Linked DNA regions of Ovis aries: region 2 is linked to region 1. The links are chromatin contacts, called in public Hi-C maps. All regions are on one chromosome and are shown on one strand. Each heading gives the region's core, a stretch centred on a gene start, on an enhancer-like site or on the middle of the called end of the contact. The rest is flanking DNA. Distances are from core to core; before and after follow the strand shown. Region 1 overlaps DCAKD (dephospho-CoA kinase domain containing). Region 2 holds the start of FMNL1 (formin like 1).

Region 1 (6,608 bases), core at 1,818-4,317:
GACCTTGTCCTTCAGGGGCAGCTGGGCCTTGATCCGGGCCTCTGCGTCCTCACGGCTCAGGTTGTTCCGCCGCATTAGCCGGGTCAGCTGTGTGTCTCGGTCACTAAGGACCAGGCAGAAGGGCTGCTTAGGCACTGCAGGCTCTGGACTTCCTCGTCCCTTGTTACAGGGGTGGGCAGCCCTGGAAGCTTGGGCTTCCCCCCACCTCACCCCACTCTTCATGAGCACCCTAGCACCACTGTGGGCTACCTAAGCCCCTTAGTATAACTGGGGAGGGGAAAGAGGGGCAGCAGCTGTTTTCTGCCATCTGGGGTCTCTGCTTGGCTACCAGGCCCGAGATTCCTTGATTTTAAAATGGGAGGATTTGGTCACCTGGAATCAGCGACATCCTGCATCCCTGGATGGGTGACCTTTACTGAAAGGCCTGGGTCTGCAAGCTAAATGCTTCCTGCAGTTCCCCTGGGGACCAGGGCCTGCGGCATAAAAATCAGCTTCCTGGCTTTCCATAAAGAGCCCTCTCCTTGTCTCCCCACACCCACCCCAGCACATTCAGAGCACAAGGACTGTGCTGAGATGGTGGCCACTGGGCTGGAGGCCACGAAGAAGCAAGATGCCCCAACGTGCTTCCAACAGAAGCAAGGACTTGAGAACTGGGTCCCCTTGGCCCTTGAGACAGGACTGAGCATGCACAGTAGGCCAAGCAGCACCCAGTCTCCCAGCTCCAGAGGAAAAACAAAGAATGCCTCTCTTGCCTGCTCTGATGTTACTGCCTGGTCCTTCCTCAGCAAGCTCCCTGTCCTGCTTTGGCTACACAGGCACTGTCCAGCTGTCCTCTGGAGCAGGGTCATCTTTAGCAGCCCCCTAGCTCTCTGACGGCCTAAGCCCCTAGATGGGAACAAGGGGGTAAAAGGCTGCAGCAGCTGTTTTCTGCCATCTGGGGTCTCTCTGCTTTGCCACTAGGCCGGAGTTTTTCCAGTTATAAGATGGGATGATCTGATGACTACAGTTTAATCCCTCTAGTCTACCTGTGGCCTAGACCTGAGGACCTCCTGGGATGTCAAGGCAGAAAGGACAGATATAACCTGAACACTAGCCAATTCCAAAGCCGCTGAGGACCGAATGTGGCAGAAAGTCATTTCTGGCTGACCAATCAAGGAAGACCTTGTATAAAGATGGTGTTTGTACTGGCCTCGAAAAGTTGGTAGGACTTCTGACTTCCTTTGTTAGGAGGATAGCATGCTGTCAAGGTCATGGGGCCAGTTCCCACCTGGCTGAGAACAAGGACTATATGCAATCCTTGTCAGGGACTCTGCAGATCTGTGGCTGGGAAAGTCTGGCTGAGAGAATGGAGATGGCTTGGGGCCACCAGTGAGCACTCATCCTTCAGAGGGTAAGGCTGAGACCAGTGGGCCTCCGGGGATGTGAAGGCAGAACTCGCCGACAGCCCTTCCTGGAGCTCAGAGAGAGTCCCATGTGGTTAGTTTAAGGACTGATGTTATTTGGGGTAAGGGAACTTTTGCCCAAATATTTACCCCACAATTGGCAAGTTCCTCAAAAAAGTGAATAATCACGTTTTGGTACAATCACACTTTGATAAATCCCCCATATTAGCTCAAATGCCCAAGGGGTAGTTTGCCAGTTAAAGGAGTCCATGTGGGGATGGACTTATTTTTGTTGAGTGTAGATCCCTTTTATGAAAGACAAATAATCCTTCATTTATCTCCTGGGTATCTCTCAAGAGTCATAACCACATGTGATATCAGTGGGGGATGTATGGTACCCGGAACGCTGGGAAGGCTCTGGCCAGTGAGTGGGGCTGGAGGATCTCCTGGGAAGCTGGCAAATCCACAAAGCCCCATCTATCTGCCAGGAACCACAGCTATCTCTGCTCTTGGCAAAAGGAAAGCATAGGAGGAGGAAGGTGGAAATGTAGGCCTGAGTCACCTGGTGACTGCAGATGCAACTAGGTCCTAATTTGTTTACTCAGGACAAAGAATATGCCTGCAAAGCAGGAGACCTGGGTTCAATCCCTGAGTCGGGAAGATCCCCTGGAGGAGGGAATGGCAACCCACTCCAGTATTCTTGCCTGTAAAATTCCATGGACAGAGAAGCCTGGCAGGGTACAGTCCATGGAGTCACAAAGAGTCAAACACGACTGAGCAACTGACACTTTCACTTAAATATTATACTCTGAGGGGTTCTTTTTTTTCCCCCCCGATCCCTTGGTACAAAGTTTGGAATTATATTAAAACTAAGGCAAAGAGAACTCTGTCTTCATGGAGTCTGCTTGGCCTCAGTTGACAGTCTTTCCCAAACAGGGAACAAAGAACCCAGAGAAGCTACAGGTTTACACGGGTAGACACAGGCCAGCGGGGGAGAGAATAGGAGGCCTGAGTCCCTGCTCCAGGCTCAGTAGATTCAGGCTGCCTTTAAATGACAGCCCAGGGCTAGGAGCTGGGAGGGCAGGGTGATGGGAGCGCTGAGCACTCCAGGCCCTGCCTCCGGTGTTCCAGGAGCCTCCCCTGCATTAGTCTCTTGAGAGCCACCCTGTGCCCAAAATACCTGCAGAGCCAAGGGCCCACCTCTGTGTCTGCTGTATCTGTGGGTGGCATCCCGGAAGTTTCTGGAAGGCAGAGACACCCTGAAGCCTCATCTACACTCACACCCCACTGGGACTATGACTCATTTTCTCTGACAGTTTGATCCTCTTGTTTGCCAAACCTGGATGCCAGTCTGCTCCAAGTCCTGAGGGATTCTGAGAACAAAGCACCTTTTTTAGCTGAGTTCTGACAGCTCCCTCTCTGCAACTTTCAGTTCATACATATTGCCAGTGGGTGACCCTAGACAAATTCTGTAACTCCTGGCTTGAGTTTCCTATGCCCCAGGAATATCAACTCCTGTCCTGACTACCTTATGTTGAGAGGTAAATTGATGTGGGAGCTGTTTGGAAAGTTGAGAAGCACTACAGGAGGGAAAAGGAAACCACTGAAGAGAACATGGTCCCCCCGGGCAGGGCCCAGCATCTGGGCTGAAATGCCTCCAAAAGCCAGCAGGGGGAGCCCTTCCCAAGCACTAGAGAGACACCTGGGGGCCATCACTTCCCACATCCACCCCCAGGCATATCTGGGCCTGGCTCTATAGATGTCAGTTTCTACAGGCTCTGGGCACTGCTACCCAACCCCCCGGGGCCTCTTGGTCACCACGTGGGGAAAGGGTAAAATGCGATCGGCCATTTCACAGGCACGTGCCTCACCCAGGGGGTGCTCCTTTCCAGCCTCAGTCAGGCCAGGCCGTGCCACACACTCACCAGTATACCACCACCGTGTGCTTCATGTACTTGAGCAGTTTCTTGGTCTCAAAAAGCAGGGGGATGTCCAGAATCACGTAGCGGTATCCTGGGGAGAGGCCAGGAAATGCACAAACTCAATTCTGTAAGCACACACAGGACTACATGCTCAGTGTGGGAACGAGCCAAAACCATTGTCCCCCACCATCAGGAGCTCCCCGGCAGAGCAGGGAGACCTTCTAAGGAAAGGCATAACCTGAATGCTGCTGCTAAGTCGTTTTAGCCGTGTCCGACTCTGTGCGACCCCATAGACGGCAGCCCACCAGGCTCCCCCGTCCCTGGGATTCTCCAGGCAAGAACACTGGAGTGGGTTGCCATTTCCTTCTCCAATAACCTGAATGCTAGCTGGTTCCAGTGCCGCTCAGGACAGAATAGTGCAGAAAGTCACTTTGGGATGGATGATCCAGGAAGACCTTATAGAAGGGATGGAATTTGTAGTGGCCTTGAAAAGCAGGTAGGACCTCTGAGACTTGAAAATGAGGAGGGCGGAGGTGAGGGTTCCAGGAATGGGAGTGGCTCTGGCTGAAGTAGAGGCCTGGAGCAGAGTGAGGCGAAGCTGACAAAGCGGTCACAAAGGGTTGAGTTCCCCTGACCTGAAACCCAGAGAGTTGCCACTTCTGAAGGGAGATGACACAGCCAAATTATAGGAGACTGGAGAGAGTTTCTGGGAGTAGCTGGGTCCTTTCTGCCCTATTTCACCCACCTTTCCTCAAAAAAAGAGCAAAAAGGGCTTCCCTGGTGGCTCAGTGGTAAAGAACCTGCCTGCCAATGCAGGGGACGTGGGTTTGATTCCTGGTCCCAGAAGATCCCACATGCCGAGGGGCAAGTAAGCCATGACTACTGACCGCATGCTCTGGAGCTTAAGAGCTGCAACTGCTGAAGCCCGCGCACCCTAGAGGCTGTGCTCTGCAACAAGAGAAGCCACCACAGTGGGAAGCCTGAACACCACAACTAGAGAATGCCCAGAGCAAGCAGCAATGAAGAACCAGCACAGCCAAAAATAAATAAATTAAATAAAAAAAAAAAGAGGTTCTCCCCCCAGGAGCCAGGTCCAAGCCTGGCTCCCTGCTGAAGAGTCCTGCAAGGCTATCTATAGATTCTCTCCAAAAAACTCATACGTGGGCAGCGGGAGCCGCCCCAAAGGAAAGAGGCTGCTTCGTGGCATCAGAGATAGAGCTCCAGCCAGGGAGTACATGTACTGGTCTGGAGGTGGTGGGGTGGTTATGACTAATACTACAGAACCAACTCCCGCGGGGTAAAAGACACTGTCTAGCCCACCTATTGCATTGGCCAAAAGGTTCATTCGGGTTTTCCTGCAACATCCTATGAAAAAACCTGAATGAACTTTCTGGCCAACCCAATACAAGCCAAGGCCAGTCCAGGGGGCAGCACCCTCACCGACTGTGAGCACACACGTCCCTAAGCTACTCACCCAGAGACACTTTGGGCTCCTAGTTCTCGACACCAGTGGCCACTGTGTAAGTGTCAACAAGCTGGCACGGGTCCAGGAGCAGTGAGAAAGGGCTGGGCCCTGGCTCTGGTCCAGAGACTCATGCCTGGCTTGGACGATGCCCCGTGAACACTTCCAACCACATGTGGTACCATCCCAGGGGCGTCACAGGGGAGCTGCACTCCAGGTGGTACAGGGGACATGGTGACCCAAGCCTCTGGGTTTCCTGTTCCTCGGGGCTCGATGCTCAGGAAGCCCAACAGACACCTTCAGGTGAAGCTGGGGTTGAGGAACGGGCTCTGGGATGCGCCTTGGTGGGCAGCCCCCGCTGTCTCGCTTCAGCCCCATTAACAAGCCTCACCTATGTCGGTGGGTGAAAGGATGACCCACCTCACAGGAAGATGGTAAGGCCTACGAGAGCAAAAGTTTGTAAACCACTCAGCTCCCCCTCACCCAGACCCTCGCTTGAGGCTCCACAGATGATAGCTGCTATTACTAGCATTACCAGTGTTCCTGGAGGAAGGAGGCTGGCAGCGCGGGCTCCCCGCTCCTCCCTAGCCCGGAGCAGGAGCTGAGTCCAGATCCTCCCTGGGCCCTTTATCTCCCTTTTCTGCTCCGCTCCCATCCCTTTCTCTCCCATCCCTGTCCTTTCTCCTCGGCCCCTCTCGGGAGCTTGCAGCCAGCTCTTTGGTTCGCTGGCAAAGGGCTATTCAGCTGTCACATCGCTCCTGCTTGATAAGCTCTGCAAACCATCCTGACTCTATTAAGACATCCGTCTGCCTACGCGGAGACCTCCCAACAGCTGGTGATCTTATCTGACGTTTGATTATACCAACTCTGACAGTTGTATTTGTTATACTCATCAGGGGAAAACTGGGACTGAGGAAGCCACAGCTGCCGTCCCCATTTTTCACCTTATCGAGCTGAAAAGAGCTTTCTGGCTTTTATTTAAGTGGTGGTGGTTGGGGAGAGGGGAGGCTGGGTAGACGACACAGCGGGAGAACTTTGGAGCAGGTGACATTATCTAATGTGTAATTTCATGAGGGGAGAGCTGCTGCCGCCCTGAAGCCCTGCAGACGTACGTACTCACACCTGGCCTGGGAGAGATCTCGAAAGGGCAAGAATGAAAGGCAGAAGGCCCCACTCCCGGTTGAGGGACAGGGGCAGGTGCAGGGGAGGACAGAAGGGGTCCTGGCACAGACACAAGAGGCAGGACAAAGGCAGCAAGAGTCCAGAGACTCTCCTTGAGGGAGGCAGCGGGGAAAGAGGCCTGTGACAAGGAGATGGGGAGCAAAAGCTGGTCTGGCAGGGAGGATAATCCAGACTAGCTCCTGCCTGGCCAGGGCTCAGGGGCAGGGAAGGGAGTATCAATGTCAAGGCTGTTTGTCAATTCATCCGTTTCCTTCTGCAGGGAGGTACTGGCCGGGGCGGTGGGGTCGAGGGGGAAGGTCCCCACTCTGTACATGAGAACCTGATGTATGAGAGAATTTGGCCATGATCACAGTGCAAAAGCCTAGAAAAAAACATGAAGGCTCCTCATAGCCTCCAGGAAGCAAAGTCTCAGCCTCGTGACTGGTGACTGATGGCAGACAAGCAGGCAGGCCTTCAACTCAGAGCTTGGGCTAGAGGCTCCACGTCCCAGAGGCTGGCAGGCAGCTCTGCAGGGCCCTGGGCCAGCCTGTCGCCTGATCCCAAGCCACCGCTCTGGGCTCTCCCCCTTCTCCTGGGGGCTGACCCCATCCTGGACAGTAATGATCAGGCCACCCCGACCCCATGATGCCCTGAAGAACCATGCTTGGAATGCAGTGTATG
Region 2 (6,608 bases), core at 2,998-5,497, 130 kb after region 1:
TAATCAGCCTTCCACAAGAGCAGGTAGGACATATTTATTTTCCTTAAAAACCACCCTGATGAAATTCTGTGAAGCCACCCGCTGAAACTCTGCTGATGACAGCAGAGGCAGCCCCTTGTTTGCACTCCTAGAAGCCCCTCTCAGGGCTGGGCACGCTTCGGTGGGTTTGGAGTGGTGAGAAGAGCTGTTCTCAGAGGCTGCACCCCACACAGAGCCTCACAAACAGATAAAACGCATCTGCAATTAGTGTCGTCTCTTCACAGACAAAGAATTCATGTGCTGAAGGCTGTTTGTTTATTCTCTTGCACTCGTCAGCTATGTCCCACAATCCTGTTATCAAACCTTGCCTTAGAAAGCCCCCTTTTTCTGTTCCATGGAGAGAACACATGATCTAATACAAAAAAAGAAAAAAAAAAGAATTGAGCAATCATATAGATACATCTCAGAAGGTTTTGGATAAACAGCAGGTTATTAAACGATGTTGGCAGCATGACTTGTAGAAATTTAGGCCACCAGATTCTGAATTTGCAGAGTTCCAATTGATGAAGTCATTTTGTTCCTTCTGTGTACCCGGTAATTCAGTAATTCTGTAATTCAACTCAGATCAGAGGGTGCTGAGTGAGGCTGGGGCTTCTCTTATTTCTGTTCCTTCCCAGCCTCCCCCTACTGGCAGGGGATGGGATGGGGTCGGGGGTCGAGGGTGGGAAGCGGTGTGTCTGGTGTGCCCTGGTCTTGGGATTTGGTGTGGGGAAACCTGACATTCAACTCTGGCTCCAGCACTTTTCCTGGTCAAGAGATCTTTCATTCACTAAACCTTTGCTGAGTGCCAGGCACTAGATTGGCACCAGAAAGACAAAGATAAATAAGACACAGTTTCTCCCCTCTCATTTTTCTTTTTGTGTTTTAATGCTGAGGAGTACTTTTAGATATGCCAGGCAATCAGAAAAGTATAAAGTTACAGAATAATAAAATGAACACCCCTGACAGGAATCATGTAGCTTCAGAGACTTCCTTAGTGATCCAGTGGCTAAGACTTCATGCTCCCAATGCAGGGGGCCCAGGTTTGATCCTTGGTTAGGGAACCAGATCCCACATGCCATGACTAAGAAGTTCAAATACCTCAACTAAAGATCCCGCCTGCACCTTACAAGGAAGATGGAACATCCTGCGTGCTGCAACTAAGACTCAGCACAGCCAGATAAATGAATAAATGTTGAAGTCCCTTATGCATACCCGAGGCCCCTCTCTCCCCCTACAATGGAACTTCTATTCTGCATTTGGGGTTTATCATCTCTTGCATGTCTGTTATTTGTGTGACCTGGGTGCATGCGTGTGTGTGTGCTAAGTTGCTTCAGTTGTGTCTAACTCTTTACAACCCTATGGACTGTAGCCCACCAGGCTCCTCTGTCCCTGGGATGCTCCAGGCAAGAATACCAGAGTGGGTTGCCATTCCCTCCCCCGGGGATCCTCCCAACCCAGGGATTCAACCCGAATCTTTTCTGTCTCCTGCATTGGCAGGTGGGTTCTTTACCACCAGCACCGCCTGAGAAGCCCCATGTGACCTGGGTATGTATGCTTAAACAAACTGCAGTCTTAGGCACTTTTAAAATTTCTATGAATCGTATGACCCAGATCTTTTCAAAACATGGTCTTTGTGCAAAAAAAAAAAAAAAAAATGTATTCAGATTTATTGATGTGATACAAGTAGCTCAATTCATTTGTCTTTTTTATCTTTGTGTATATTTTTCTTTTTAATTTTTTTTTATCTTTGTGTATATTTTTATTGGGGCTTCCCTGGTGGCTCAGTGGAAAGAACCTGCCTGCCAGTGCAGGAGACTTGGGTTTGATCCCTGAGTCAGGAAGTTCCCCTGGAGAAGGAAATGGCGACCCACTCCAGTATTCCTGCCTGGGAAATCCCATGGACAGGGGAGCCTGGTGGGCTAGTTGATGGGGTCACAAAAGAGTCAGAGGCGACTTATCGACTAAAACAACAACAATACTTTTTATTGAAGTATAACATTTATACAAACAGGTGCATAAATCATAAGTGTACAGCTTAATGAATTCTTGCAAGGTAAAAGACACCTGTGTAACTATACTCAATAAAGAAACAGAACACTACCAGCACCCTAGAGCTCCTCGAGCCTCGCTTCTAATCACCAAGGGCACATCTCTGACCTCTACTGTAGATGAGTACTACTCAGCTGTTTCAGGATGTTCTGTGAAAACAAACTTGCTGTGTGTACCTCTTTTGTGCTCAGTTTCTTTCCATCAACATTATGTCTGTGAGATTTGTCTATGTTGCTATGAGGAGCAGGTGTTAATTCTTTTTCACTCCTGTATAGTATTCCACTGCACAAATATCCTAAAATGCATGAATTCAGGAATTCATTCTGATGCTGCTGGACATTTGGGTTGTTTCCTGTTTGGGGTGGATTATGATGAGGGTTTCTCTGGAGATTGTTCTACAAATCTTTTAGTGCCCATGCACACACATTCCTCTGTATGTATCTCAGATCCCGGAATTGCTGAGTCATGTTGCATGCGTATAATTAGCATAATTGCTAAATGGTTTTCCACCCCTAGCAAGTATGAGTCCCTTTGCTCCACATCCTTGGCCAGTGGTCCGTATCTGCTCTTTTAATTTTAGCCCTTCTGGTGGGGCTGGGCTTCCTTTTTTTAAGCTAAATTTACTGTGTTAAGAAATTAAAGAGGGACTTCCCTTGTGCTCTGTTGGTAAAGAATCCATCTGCAGTGTGGGAGACCTGGGTTCGATTCCTGGGTTGGGAAGATCCCCTGGAGAAGGGAAAGGCTACCCACTCCAGTATTCTGGCCTGGAGAATTCCAGACTGTATATAGTCCATGGGGTGGAAAAGAGTCGGACACGACTGAGTGACTTTCACTCTTTCACTTTCACTTTCTTTGGTGGTCCAGTGGCTAAGACTCTGTGCTCCTAATGCTGGGGTGCTGGGTTCAATCCCTGGTCAGGGAACTAGATCCCACATACTGCAGCTAAGAGTTTACATACCTCAACTAAAGATCCTGCATACCATGACTAAGAGCCAGTTCAGTCAAATAAATAAACAGGTAAATAAGTAAATGAAGGAATTTCCTCAAGGCCACACAGAGTGAGGACTAGAGCACAGCCCTCAGGTCTCACTGTCGTCAGTCAAGTGGTCTGGAACCCAGTTTCTTGGGGGAGGGGGCCCATGAAGACAACTACAGTAACTGAGACATCTTGTGAGGTGCAAGGGTGACCCCAAAGCTGATCACTGAGAGTGTCAGGAAGAATAAGAGGACCACTGGATTGAGGTGGATCCCTGGACAAGCCAACTTACAGTAATAGTGCTGGTCTCTAGTGGTCCTAGTTAGGATTCTTTTCCTAGTGAGGATTTAAAGTGCTGGGATTAGATAAGCCTCCTTGTACTTCGCACAGAGCTGGTGCTCAGTGAAGAGCTGTTGAAGGCCTTAGTGAACACATAGGATTCAGAGAGCTTTTTTTTTAAGAGCTCAAATTTATTTATTTTAAATTTTATTTATTATTTTTATTTGGAGGATAATTGCTTTACAATATGGTGTTAGTTTCTGCTGTACAACAACCTGAATCAGCTATAAGTATATGTATATTCCCCTCCCTCCCTCCCATCCCCCCAGGAGACAGAGAACTTCACGCAATTAAATGGTCCTTCCTGCAGCCAGAGGGATGGACCAATCCCTCTCTAAACCCCTTTCACCCCCAGTCTGGGAAGGCCAGGGAACAGCTGGAGTAAAGGGCCAGCTTCACCTCCCAGGCAGGGAAAGACGCCCCTACCTTCACCCCAACCCCCTCCACGCAGAAGGGCTGTGAGAGCAACTCCTTTCCACACAGGAAAAAATAAACTCATTGGCATCTCCCCACCCCCTCAGCACCCGGTCACCCCCTCTCCATCCCCACCCTGATCCCTGGACTCGGCCGAAGGAGCTGGAGTCTAGGAAAAACAACTCCTGGAGAAAGGCCCAGGGCAGCTGGGGGTGGGCTGAGGGGTGTGCGCGTCAGTTTTGAAAGCCCTGGGGCCGCTCTAAGAGGAGGGGAGTGAAAGGGGGAGGGGAGGAGGAGTGGGAGATGGAGCAGAGAAAAGGGGAGGATTAATTTGCTACTCGGACACCAAGGCCAAGGACTGAAGCCTTTTCCTGCTTATCCCCTCCCCTCCTCCACCAGGCGTCATCCAAGGGAGTTGCCTAGGGACATCCAAGGTGGGGGAGGGGGTGCGGGGAAGCTGAGGGCCCGGGAGTGGGACGTGCAAGGGTGTTTGAGGAGCAAGGATGTGCGAGGCTGCTTACAGACCCCAGTGGGCTGCGTTCTGGAAGACACCGCATGAATGACCCTCTCCAGGTCCCGCCTGAGCCCCTGGAAGGGTTCTGCCAGCGCCGGCTCAACAGCGGCACCTGCTGTCCGGGGCCCTCCCTGCGGGGCGGAGCTCCCCCTCCGCCCTGGGAGCCCAGCGGGTGAGTCACTCCTGGCTGGATTGGCGACCGAGCGCCCCAGCTGTCGGGTCAGAAAATGTCGAGGGCCGAGGCGTGTCCCCCAGCGGCGGGCCTCGTCCCTTCGGGTCGCCGTCCCCGCCCCTAATGCTGCCCTGCACACACAGGACGCCGGCCGAGGGTCCTCTGTGGGCCGGCCGTGGGCCAGCCCAAGTCCAGCACAGAGGGGAGAAGAAGGATCATAACTTCAAGGCTCCTGGTTTGGGTAGAGTTCTTTCGTTTTCTAAAACTTTTTATTTGGAAAAAGTTATAAGCTTACAGAAGAGTTCCAATAAGATGCAGAGATCCTCCATATACCCCTTATACAGATTCACCAGATGTTAAAATTTTGTCCCCTTTGCTCTCTTATTCTTTATCAAATATATGTTTAATATTTATTTACTTGTTTATTCCTTGAATGGAGAGTAGTAACCCTCCTACCCCATTTACCCGTACACACTTTAGTGGGTATTTGCTAAGAACAAGGACATTCTCTTGCATAAACACTCTTTTCAACTTTGGGAAATTTCAAATCGATAACAATACTTTCATCTAATTTACTGTCCATATTTCAGTTTTGCCAGTTGATTCCATAGGGTCTTTTAGAGCATTCCCCTCCGCCCCCCCGGTGTACAATCCAAACCAAGATCACAGATTGCATTTAATCGTCACGTTTCTTAGGCTTCTTTAATCGGGAACAATTCCTTGTCTTTTTTTTTTTTTTATGACATTTTTTCAGAGTAGACTCCACTGCCTTTTCTTCTTTTAATTGAGTGTCCTCATTCGGGGTTTGTCTAGTGTTTTCTTATGAATAGATTCAGGCTAAACAACTCCGGAAGGAATACTGCATAAGTAATATTTTATGTTCTTGAGGTGGGATTCTCCACTTTAAGAAGTTCATGGAAAGCCTGAAGCTCCAAGGATTAACCCATGGATTATCTGCAAAGGGCTTCCTTGGTGGCTCAGTGGTAAAAGAATCCGCCTACCAATGCAGGCGACACAGGAGATGTGGGTTTGATCCCTGGGTGGGGAAGATCACCTGGAAAAGGAAATGGCAACTCACTGCAGTGTTCTTGCTTAGGAAATCCCATGGACGGAGAAGCCTGGCAGGCTACAGTCCATGGGGTCACAAACAGCTGGACGTGACTTAGGGACAACACCATATCTATAAAAAGTTGAAGCGGATTTTCAACACAAGTTAAGAATGGGACCAGTAGGTAAAGAATCTGTGGTAAAGAATCTGCCTAATGCAGAAGACATGGGTTCAGATCCAGGAGGATCCCACGCGCGGAGGAGCAACTAAGCTCATTCACAATTACTGAGCCTGTGCTCTAGAGGCCACGAACTGCAAGAGAAGCCACCGCAATGAGAATCTTGAGCACCATAATGAAGAGTAGCCTCTCCTTTCCTCGACTAACACAACCAAAAATAAAGAAATAAAATTATTTTTTAGAAAAGAATGGCATCACTAATTATGCGTCTGTTTTCTGTCTGCTGATAGCTGGCTTAGATTTTGACTCTCTGTTCTCCCCTTCTGTCCCTCCTGCTGCCAAACTTGCCCTTGAAAGCATCTGTTGAAAGCATTATTCTATTTGAAGGTCACCAGGGACACCCCGATTGCCCAACTCAGTCATCTTCATAGTCCTTGCCCTTTTGACCTCCTCCCAGGCCCTCCTTCCTGAAACCTCCTAGGCTCTGCTTTTTCAGTCTCCGCCCATCCTCCTCATCCACAAATAATGAAGTGCTGGTTGGCCCTGCTGGCTGCTCTGGGAGTCAGCCTTGCACCTGTGGTTTATCCGGGGAAATCCAAAGTTCTTTGTCGTAGCCTCACCACACCCCAGTGGAGACAGCCTCCCAGTTCTCACCCTGAGAAGAGTCTCCCTTGAGAGAAGCCACGCCTTAGCTTGTGTGTGGCTTCTACATCCCCTTTCTTCTTCAGCAATGTAGGAAGGCAGGAATGGCCCAGGGTCCACACCCTTGTATGGAGCAGCCTAGTGGCTGCCCCTCGGATTCCAGGAATCCCAAACGGAACTCTTCTCTCCCAGTCTGTAACTCTTCCCTCATCTTTGTCCTTGTTGTGATTCACTTTCTCCCCATCACCTGCTTCC

Evidence for each region. Hi-C and Micro-C count contacts between places; a contact is called where the count stands out from the background.
Region 2: a contact with region 1 is called in a Hi-C map of tail adipose tissue, with 3 times the contacts expected there. The contact joins the promoter of FMNL1 here to the enhancer-like site in region 1. A contact is called at or near these places in 7 of 16 Hi-C or Micro-C datasets (blood, hypothalamus, muscle and 3 more).

Annotation. Positions count from the first base shown.
Region 1 is chr11:44,457,639-44,464,246 of ARS-UI_Ramb_v3.0, forward strand. DCAKD (dephospho-CoA kinase domain containing) reads right to left here. Exons shown (of 6, transcript XM_012186223.5): 5 at 3,308-3,395; 6 at 1-103. Among named protein-coding and RNA genes, the nearest start is that of DCAKD, 23 kb to the right of the region's middle. Within about 2 kb of position 3,068, at least 3 of the 54 cell types and tissues checked have an H3K27ac peak or open chromatin away from gene starts, as enhancers often do.
Region 2 is chr11:44,584,170-44,590,777 of ARS-UI_Ramb_v3.0, forward strand. It overlaps FMNL1 (formin like 1), which reads left to right and starts at 4,248. Exons shown (of 29, transcript XM_042256107.2): 1 at 4,248-4,485. It overlaps LOC121820632 (a long non-coding RNA gene), which reads right to left. Exons shown (of 2, transcript XR_006061241.2): 2 at 20-391.